Regions from separate parts of the Zea mays genome. Here region 1 is linked to region 2. A link is a contact called in public Hi-C data. All regions are on one chromosome and are shown on one strand. Each heading gives the region's core, a stretch centred on a gene start, on an enhancer-like site or on the middle of the called end of the contact. The rest is flanking DNA. Distances are from core to core; before and after follow the strand shown. Region 1 holds the start of LOC100277486. Region 2 holds the start of LOC100304368 (Thioredoxin domain-containing protein PLP3B).

The links. Hi-C and Micro-C count contacts between places; a contact is called where the count stands out from the background.
Region 1: a Hi-C map of ear shows a contact between it and region 2, with 3 times the contacts expected there. The contact joins the promoter of LOC100277486 here to the promoter of LOC100304368 in region 2. A contact is called at or near these places in 2 of 25 Hi-C or Micro-C datasets (ear and tassel).

The regions. Positions count from the first base shown.
Region 1 is chr2:236,084,424-236,088,702 of Zm-B73-REFERENCE-NAM-5.0, reverse strand. LOC100277486 reads left to right here and starts at 2,039. Exons shown (of 11, transcript NM_001365993.1): 1 at 2,039-2,250; 2 at 2,598-2,665; 3 at 4,111-4,192. The coding sequence starts at 2,195.
Region 2 is chr2:235,242,552-235,246,327 of Zm-B73-REFERENCE-NAM-5.0, reverse strand. It overlaps LOC100304368 (Thioredoxin domain-containing protein PLP3B), which reads right to left and starts at 2,226. Exons shown (of 8, transcript NM_001165806.1): 1 at 2,058-2,226; 2 at 689-763; 3 at 531-578; 4 at 308-450; 5 at 147-219; 6 at 3-64. The coding sequence starts at 2,141. LOC100282791 reads right to left here. Exons shown (of 7, transcript NM_001155697.2): 7 at 3,179-3,507. The coding sequence ends at 3,406.

The DNA of each region.
Region 1 (4,279 bases), core at 790-3,289, 840 kb before region 2:
TCAAAGTAGTTTTAAGTATGATTAAATTTATATAATAAAATAATACTAATTATGATACCAAATAAGTATCATGGATATTTAAGTATGATAAATTTATAAATAATATTACATTATAATCAGCTACTACAGAAAATTAAAGATAAAACGAAGCGCCGATCATGACAGAAGCCAAAATATATTATAGAGAGGTCATATCGCGGATGGCGTCGAGGGCCAGAACGCGACGCCGAGGCTTCTTTCGTGCTTGAGCGGCAGGAGCGAGGCCCACGAAACGGACAGTATGGACGCCCTCGTTCCACTCTTATGTTATTTTATATCTTAGAATGTGAATACTTATGTTTTTCTATAATAATCATGTGTCATTTTCACTATCTTAGGAAATTTGGATCTATGTTCGCCTCATTTCTTGGACCCATCTTTGCAGCTCTATATCTGTTTCAGACTACGTTAGGTTATTATGTGTTTCCGTTGCAACGCACGGGCATCCACCTAGTTAAAGAGAAGAAAGAACCTTACACAAAAGCTGAGAGGGAACCAGACCATGCGTGTTATCATCTTTGAGGTTATTCACTTCAAATTAAAGCTAGTTGTTTAGACTGTTGCAGCTGCAATCGAAAGACAAAACATTGTAAAAGCAGTAGAAATCAGTACGAATTAAAGCTAAGCAAACGTGCTATTTTACTGCTTCCTTATGCTTTCAGACAAAGTCAATCCATGCCATTGGTCACATTTCTCATGGTTGCTTAACGATTATATTACCATTTCTAGGGATGGCAATGGGTAAGGTACCTAAATAGGACACAAAGCCATACACATATCCACTATAGAAAAAATGCCTCGTACCTATACCCACTATCCATCATAGGTACAAAATTACGCTATACCCTACCCAATATGGGTAGCGGGTATCCATACTCAGTAACATTATAGTACACAAGATCATTTTGAATCGCAAAAGTAACTACCAAATACAAAATGTTGAAACCTCATACCTTATCAATGTTGAAAGATGCCAAAATAACATATTATCTTATGTTACCATGATAAATTTATTGAACCCAACATAATTTTATCAAGTGGTCAACAACATTTAGCATTAAATGGCAATACCATACAAGCCTATGCATGAGAGAGAATAAGTCCCTTAATCCAAACCCACATGTCATATGCTAGCGAGTTTTCTATCGGGTAGCGGTTATAAGGCAAGAGAGAACATACTCATGCCCACTATATTCGATTAGTATAACAAATGACCCAATAAAATAACCATGTGTATCAAAATTTGCCATAACCATGTCCTAATATAGTTTTTACCCATCGGGTATCGGGTACCCATTGCTATCACTAACCATTTCTATATATTTGTATGATCGTATCAGCAATCTTCTATATCTATGTGAACATATCGTCACCTTATATCGCCAACAATTTACTAGTCCGCTTATATGTTCTAACCAAATGTCCTTAATAGACTTTTTTTATTTTATATAACAAGTATATTATATACTGTGTTAATGCTACGATTTCAGGAGGGAAGGAGAGGAGTCGATGGTGACGACGACGTGAGTGAGAGGAGTGGGAGGGAGGGACGCTGTAGCGGAAGAGGAGGGACGAAAGACGATAAATGATTTAAATAATATTGCCTATTAGATTTGAGTAAGAGAGATAAATTTATCTAGTGATTTAAACTGTTGTTTTTTTATAGTGTGTTAAGTTTGAATACAATTTATTTGATGAATTTAGTTGAATGTTATATATAGCAGATATATTTAATTTTCGTCTCTGGTAGTGCCAGAAAAAAGAACGGAAAACATATGTTCTACACGATACAACATTTTGACCCAGTCCTCCACCAACCGACTCTCTAGTCTCTACATCAAACATCACAAAGTGGGCCAAAATGGGCCACACCGGACGCATCAGGCATTAAGCGTGGTAACACCAGGCTCCGGCCCACGGGCCACCTAGTCCCGTCCTTCTTCTGCCTCCACTACGCTCAGGCGGTCAGGCCAGGCCCGGGAGGTGCGCCACGACCTGACCGACGCCGCCGCACCAGGCGCTCGATTCCCAGCCGCCCCCAAAAACCCGGCGCAGATCCTAGCGGTGCGGCGGCCGGAGCTGGTGCTCCAGCGCCCTTCGCGGCTGCCCAGGGGTGGGGCGAGGCTGACGCGCAGCGGGCGGGCGAGCGATTGCGATGGCGTCGCTAGGGCGGCTCAAATCCGCCATCTTCGATAGGGAGGAGAGGAAGATGTAAGCCTTTCGTGTATCTTTTGGTGCGTTTGTTTCTTAGGTAGATTCCTGCGGCTCAATCTGGATAGAGAAACCCTAGCCTCTATCACGGCTGTTGAAGAGCTATATTTTATATGGTTCCAGCACTCTTTGGGCCTCAACCGTTGAAAAATGTAAAACTATTACTGGGTCCACGAACCCCAATAGTTTACTTATCTGTCTGCAATTGCTTTGCAGTAGTTACTAGTTAGTGTAGGCTAGTGCAGTAATTGAAGGCGGGAATCACGGGCTCTTACTTCAGTATACTCTTCCGGTGTTTGTGCTGACTGTGGTCTCAATAAGCTGAACGTGGGTTTTGATGGATGCAGGCAGTACCAATCGCACATCCGCGGGCTCAATGCCTATGATCGCCATAAGAAGTTCATGAAGGATTATGGTATGACCTTTTCCTGCAGTTTTTTTTCTGGCAAAAACATGTCAACGCAGTCTTTCCCCTCCATTCTTCAATGATTCATTTGGGAACTGTGTACCTTAATAAGGTATTATCTGTTGTGAAATAAATGGTTCCAGAATAGAATAACATGGTGATAGAATAATGGGATGTGCAAACCAAAGTATAACTGGTAAATTGAAGGGAACATCTATAACTTGCAGTTCTTCTGTTACAGTATGCGTGGGCACATACAAGATACCCGTGATGCTCGAAAGTATATGCCACAAGCTGCTCGCACTTCTGTTATTACTAATTACCTCAAATGGTGCATTATGCATGGATCAGAGCAACCAACACACAAAATCTTATTGTATTCCCTTTATAGGTTTCTCCTTTTGATCACAACCATTCAACGTGTTGGTGTGCCTGGTTTCGGCATTGCTTTAAGTTTGATATATTGGTACCTTGTCCCACTGCAAATGTGTGGGCAGATTTTATTTGCTCTTTCATGGTGAAGAGGAAACTGGGGCAGTGGCATATAATGAGTTATTTATTGTCTTAGCCTTGGTTTCCAAAATAAACTGAATGGTGAACAGTCCCCTCTACATTAGAAAGAATTGGGGGCTACCTTCATTCATACATGGATTATGTATTTCTAAATATAACATGGCAGTTAGCTTAATGCAGAATATTCTAATGTGGATTTTTCTTTACATGGGATTTAAGCCCTGGCCTCCAACCTGGTACAATGTTACTTTTCTGCCCAATGCCATCCCATGGATAGATCACAAATTCACAGAATGAACCTTTCGTTGTGAGAAGGAAACTAAGATAGTGGCATGTACTGAGCTATTTATTTGCTTACTCTTAGTTTCCAAAAGAAATAGGATGATGGACAGTCCCCTCTATTGTAGAAGAATTGGGGTCTACCTTTGTCCATACACATTGACATTGGTAACATACTTCGATCTGCAACTTGCCATTCCCTAGTTCAATAAAAATATATTCAAATCTGGATTGTTTTCTCCACAAAGGAATCGATGTCCTACTATCCCAATTCCCAGTCATGTATGATATACTGATACCTGACTAGATGTGCATTTAGGAGAAGTATAAACTTTTTGGAAACATGAAAAGTATAATCTTAAGTGGGGTTGCTTGGATTTTGGTGGGTTTCTTTAGCAACTGATTTGGTTGACATACTTCTAACGGTGCAGTACTTGATTACTTCTACATGGATATATGTATGAGTAATCTCCGATGCACGGATTCAAAACTAGGAGAGTTGTATTTTAGGTTTCAAAAACTCTTATTTTATGTATCCCAGTCTTCCACGATACTGGTGTGAAAGAGTTTTCTTAAACCTTAGCATACATCACATCTATCCTTCGTTTCGTGCATGAATGTATTTGTATATTGCCAATGATACATGTTTTCTCTTTAAACAGTTCAGTTTTATGGCCACGAGAAAAATGTGGATAGTAGTTTGCCCATCAAAACTGATAAAGATACGCTGAGAGAAGGATACAGGTCAGAACCTTGTCTGTTAAGTGTTCCTAGTGCAACATGTGCCTGTGGTTTTGGGAAACTCATAAGTGCCTCACTTTACTTCTATTC
Region 2 (3,776 bases), core at 977-3,476:
ACTTGAACAATATTACACATGGCAAGGTTTTGATTGCCAGTTTGGCTACAAAGAATGGAGCATTCTGCAGTTAATTATAGATGACATTAGGCTTCATAATTATTAAAACAAAGTAATTTATAGCCAAGTGGTAGTCGTAAACACACTTCAGCATCAAGCTTGATGAATTTTGTTCCCACATAGACAGGAGCAAGGGCCTTCAAATGCTTATCCATGATCCTAGCAAATATCCACAGAAAATATTTCCATAAGTACCAACAACAAAAATAATATCTCAAGAAAACAAGAAAGACAAGTTATGGCATACTTGCAACGGTAAAATTCACGGTGATAGAAATGACATATGACTCTTTCACTGCCAGTAACCTCCCCAAGGAAGTCCCCTTCAATTACCTCCCTGTATTCACCGTGACCTTGCCTTTTTAGCACTTCACGCTTCTCAACCTCTTTCTGTTGCACAGAGAGCTTTCAGGAATAAAAAGAATATAACGCTTGCATAAGCTTCATAAGTGAAAGATGAAGATCAGTACCTTAAGGGCAGCAATTCTCTCCGCGTGCAACTTCTCAAGTTCAGGGTCCTGGTGAAAAGTTCCATGAATTTGACAACCCACGATATAACACATACTATTTGCACACAAATAAGGCAAATTCAAGGGAAAAAGTAAATAAACTTTTTTCTTCGACTCACATCCATCAACTCATCAAGATCAACTTCATCATGGCTTGCAGGTGCTGCTTGAGCCTTGTCTTTAGCCACCATTTCCTAAGATCATGTGCGGCAATGTCAGCATGACAAAATTAAAATCCATAATGGAACACATAGAAAACATGCTCCGTTTACAATGTCAGAAGTGAAATTCAAAGGTAAAAAAAGGAAGAAACATTTAATATCTATACCATAATGGAATGTAAAAACTACTGAAAATGGTAGAAACAAGATGGGGAGTCTGCCAACCACTGTAAAATGACGGAAACAAAGCAATGATACAACAAACAAAGAATTAATGCGGGTTCACAGGATCAACAAAAAATGTCCAAAAAAACAAAATTGATAAATGATTTTTCCATGATAGTCAGGCAATGCTGTATGCAGGAGTCAATCAATCCATCTTTTGCCATATAGCATACAAAAAAACTTAAATTTTACCAATCCATGGTGACAGTGGTGAGAAGCCTTTACACTGAGCCTAAAGGTCCTAGGTTCGACGCAGCCTCAGAAGTAAGGCTTGCCTTGGTTATTCCTTCCCCATACCACACTCATGTGGGAGCCGCTAGCATGGATCTGTCTTCTTTTTTTTTTTTTTTTGTCCATGGTCCTCCAACAAGCTAGGAGTTCTAAATTTTATCAATTTCAAACAATTCCTAGCTCATGCTCACTGCTGAAATAAGGCCTTTAACTAAAAAACCACTGCCATACACAAACCACCTGAGACAATGCAAAGTGTCACATGTACCTATAAGATCTTCTTTAGCGGATCGAGAACTCAAGAAGAGTTATTTGAATACCCGGCTCGCGATACAACTCTCATCCCAAGAGAGAGGAAAATTCAGTTACTTATTCCCGAAGCACACTCCACTCCGCACCGCACAAAATCCAGTACATCCAGCTACACAAAACTCGTTTGCACAGAGCCATCATAGTTTGTTCACGAGAAGTACTTGTGCACCAAGCACCATCACTCTATCGAACGCCTGAAACGCAATAGGTTCTGGATTGATCGTGCCCATTCCATTACTCCCATGGATCACATCCCCACTACACTCTCGAACACAACACCACATTACATTCGAACTAGCAACCAGGTCCTGACACTCGAGCAAACATGCAAGCGTTCCCAGAGGTGCAATTCAGCACCTCCGGGGCGTAGTCAGTAGCTAATATTCCGACCAGAAAACCTAGTCTGAATCAAACTCCGCGTACGCGCACGCCAGCCCTGAGATCCTGCGCGCGGGCACTAGCCACCTCCTAGTCAAACTCCGCGATCCAATAGCGGTATCAAAGGCAGAGCTGCGGCAGCGTAAGGCGGCGCCGGAATATTGGGGAAGAAGTCGGTCACCTTCTGGAGGTCGCGGGCGGCGGCGGCGATGACGTTGCCGAAGGCAAGGTTAGAGAGCGTCGACTTCACTGCGTCCGGATCCATCTCCGCTGCCTCCTGCTAATGCTCCTTCTCGAGCAGGCGTCTCCCTCCGCCGCCGCACCGGCTCGCCGGATTTGCTCTGTTTTCGTGAAGGAAAAGCGAAGCGAAGTGAGCTAGGCCTCGGTGGCTGGCAAGCTCTTCAAGTCGCTGGAAATGGGCCCACCAGACCGAAGTATTAAGCCCAACAGGCCCGCTTCCGAAGTTGAATTGAAAGAACCTGGGCAGTTCGCCTTGTAACTTTGTAAGTGATAAATCTTTACAGTTTTCTACTTTTTGGGGAAAGAAATCGGACGGCTGAATAATTTCGTTCTCTTTTCTATATGCCACTATATAATCCATATGTTTATATTTTACGAAACTCACTCAACCAAATCACCTCCACACAAAACCTCCACTAAACCACTAACTAAATTGCATCCAAACTTAACACATCATCAAAACAAACGATTTAGATAGCTGGATAACTCTCTCTTACTCACTTAAATTTAATAATATTATTTATATCATTCATCATCTCTCCCGCGACCCTCCCCCCTCCGCCCCTAGCATCCACATCTCCCTCATGCCCAGCCCCCAGCCCCTAGCATTCTCATCTCTCTCGTGTCATCACCGCCGTCAACTCCTCTCGCATTGTCGTCATCAACGCCTCATGAGAATCATAGCGTTAGAACCGCCTGCCCCTCCTTAGAATCGTATCATTAGCATGAGTTATATACTATCTAAAATATAAAGAAGTTAGTTTTATCCTATATCAAACTATAGTGATTAAAATTTGAGGGTTTGGTTGGAGCTGCCCTTACTCTCTCGAGCCCATAATATTTGTTGACTTTAGCACAGTAAAGATATATGGTAGACAAAACATAGAAATATATTAGAAAAAAAGAAAAGAAAAGAAAAGGTATATTGAAAAACAGCTATTTTAAAATTTTAATATTTGAACGTCAATATTTTTGGAGTATAGAATTCGATGAATCCCCGTTGTCAATTGTTATTCTGAATGAGGGAGGATAGGCCGATAGGCTGATACGCGAATTTAAACATGACAAAGTCACTTGGAGAGGTGAGAAGCCACGCAGACTTCGTAAAGTACGTGATTTCACTTGGTATAAAACTTTTTGGTTGTCAGGAAGAAACTGTTGCCATTACAATGTACAAAAAAAGAAGATATCAATATTGCCACATTTCAACGCAGTATGCCTGACTTCCTGCTTTTGTATCGCCTCCTGTACAGCTGGGTAGGGTAATGCCACGCCGAGTACCCTAGCTATTATAGAAGCCCCAGAGACCTCAGCTGGCTGATGTGCTCTGCAGGGAGCGGCGGCGGACACCAGTCTGTGCGCTCGCCATCGACATCCTCTACGACATACTCCTGGACGTATGACAGCAAACATGAATACACCACCATGACAGCAATGGGTAAATACCCACCGGGTATTACAACCCCATACTCATACCCACGACACAAAAATAACCCCATCGGGTCACCCATATACACTGGCGGGTATGGATTTACCCCCATACCCATACCCATGTGGGTATGGGTCACCCATCGGGTCACCCGTACCCACAAAAGCTAAACATCTACCAAAATATTGTATGATAAAAATGTCAAGTATATCCATCTAAATACCATTACAA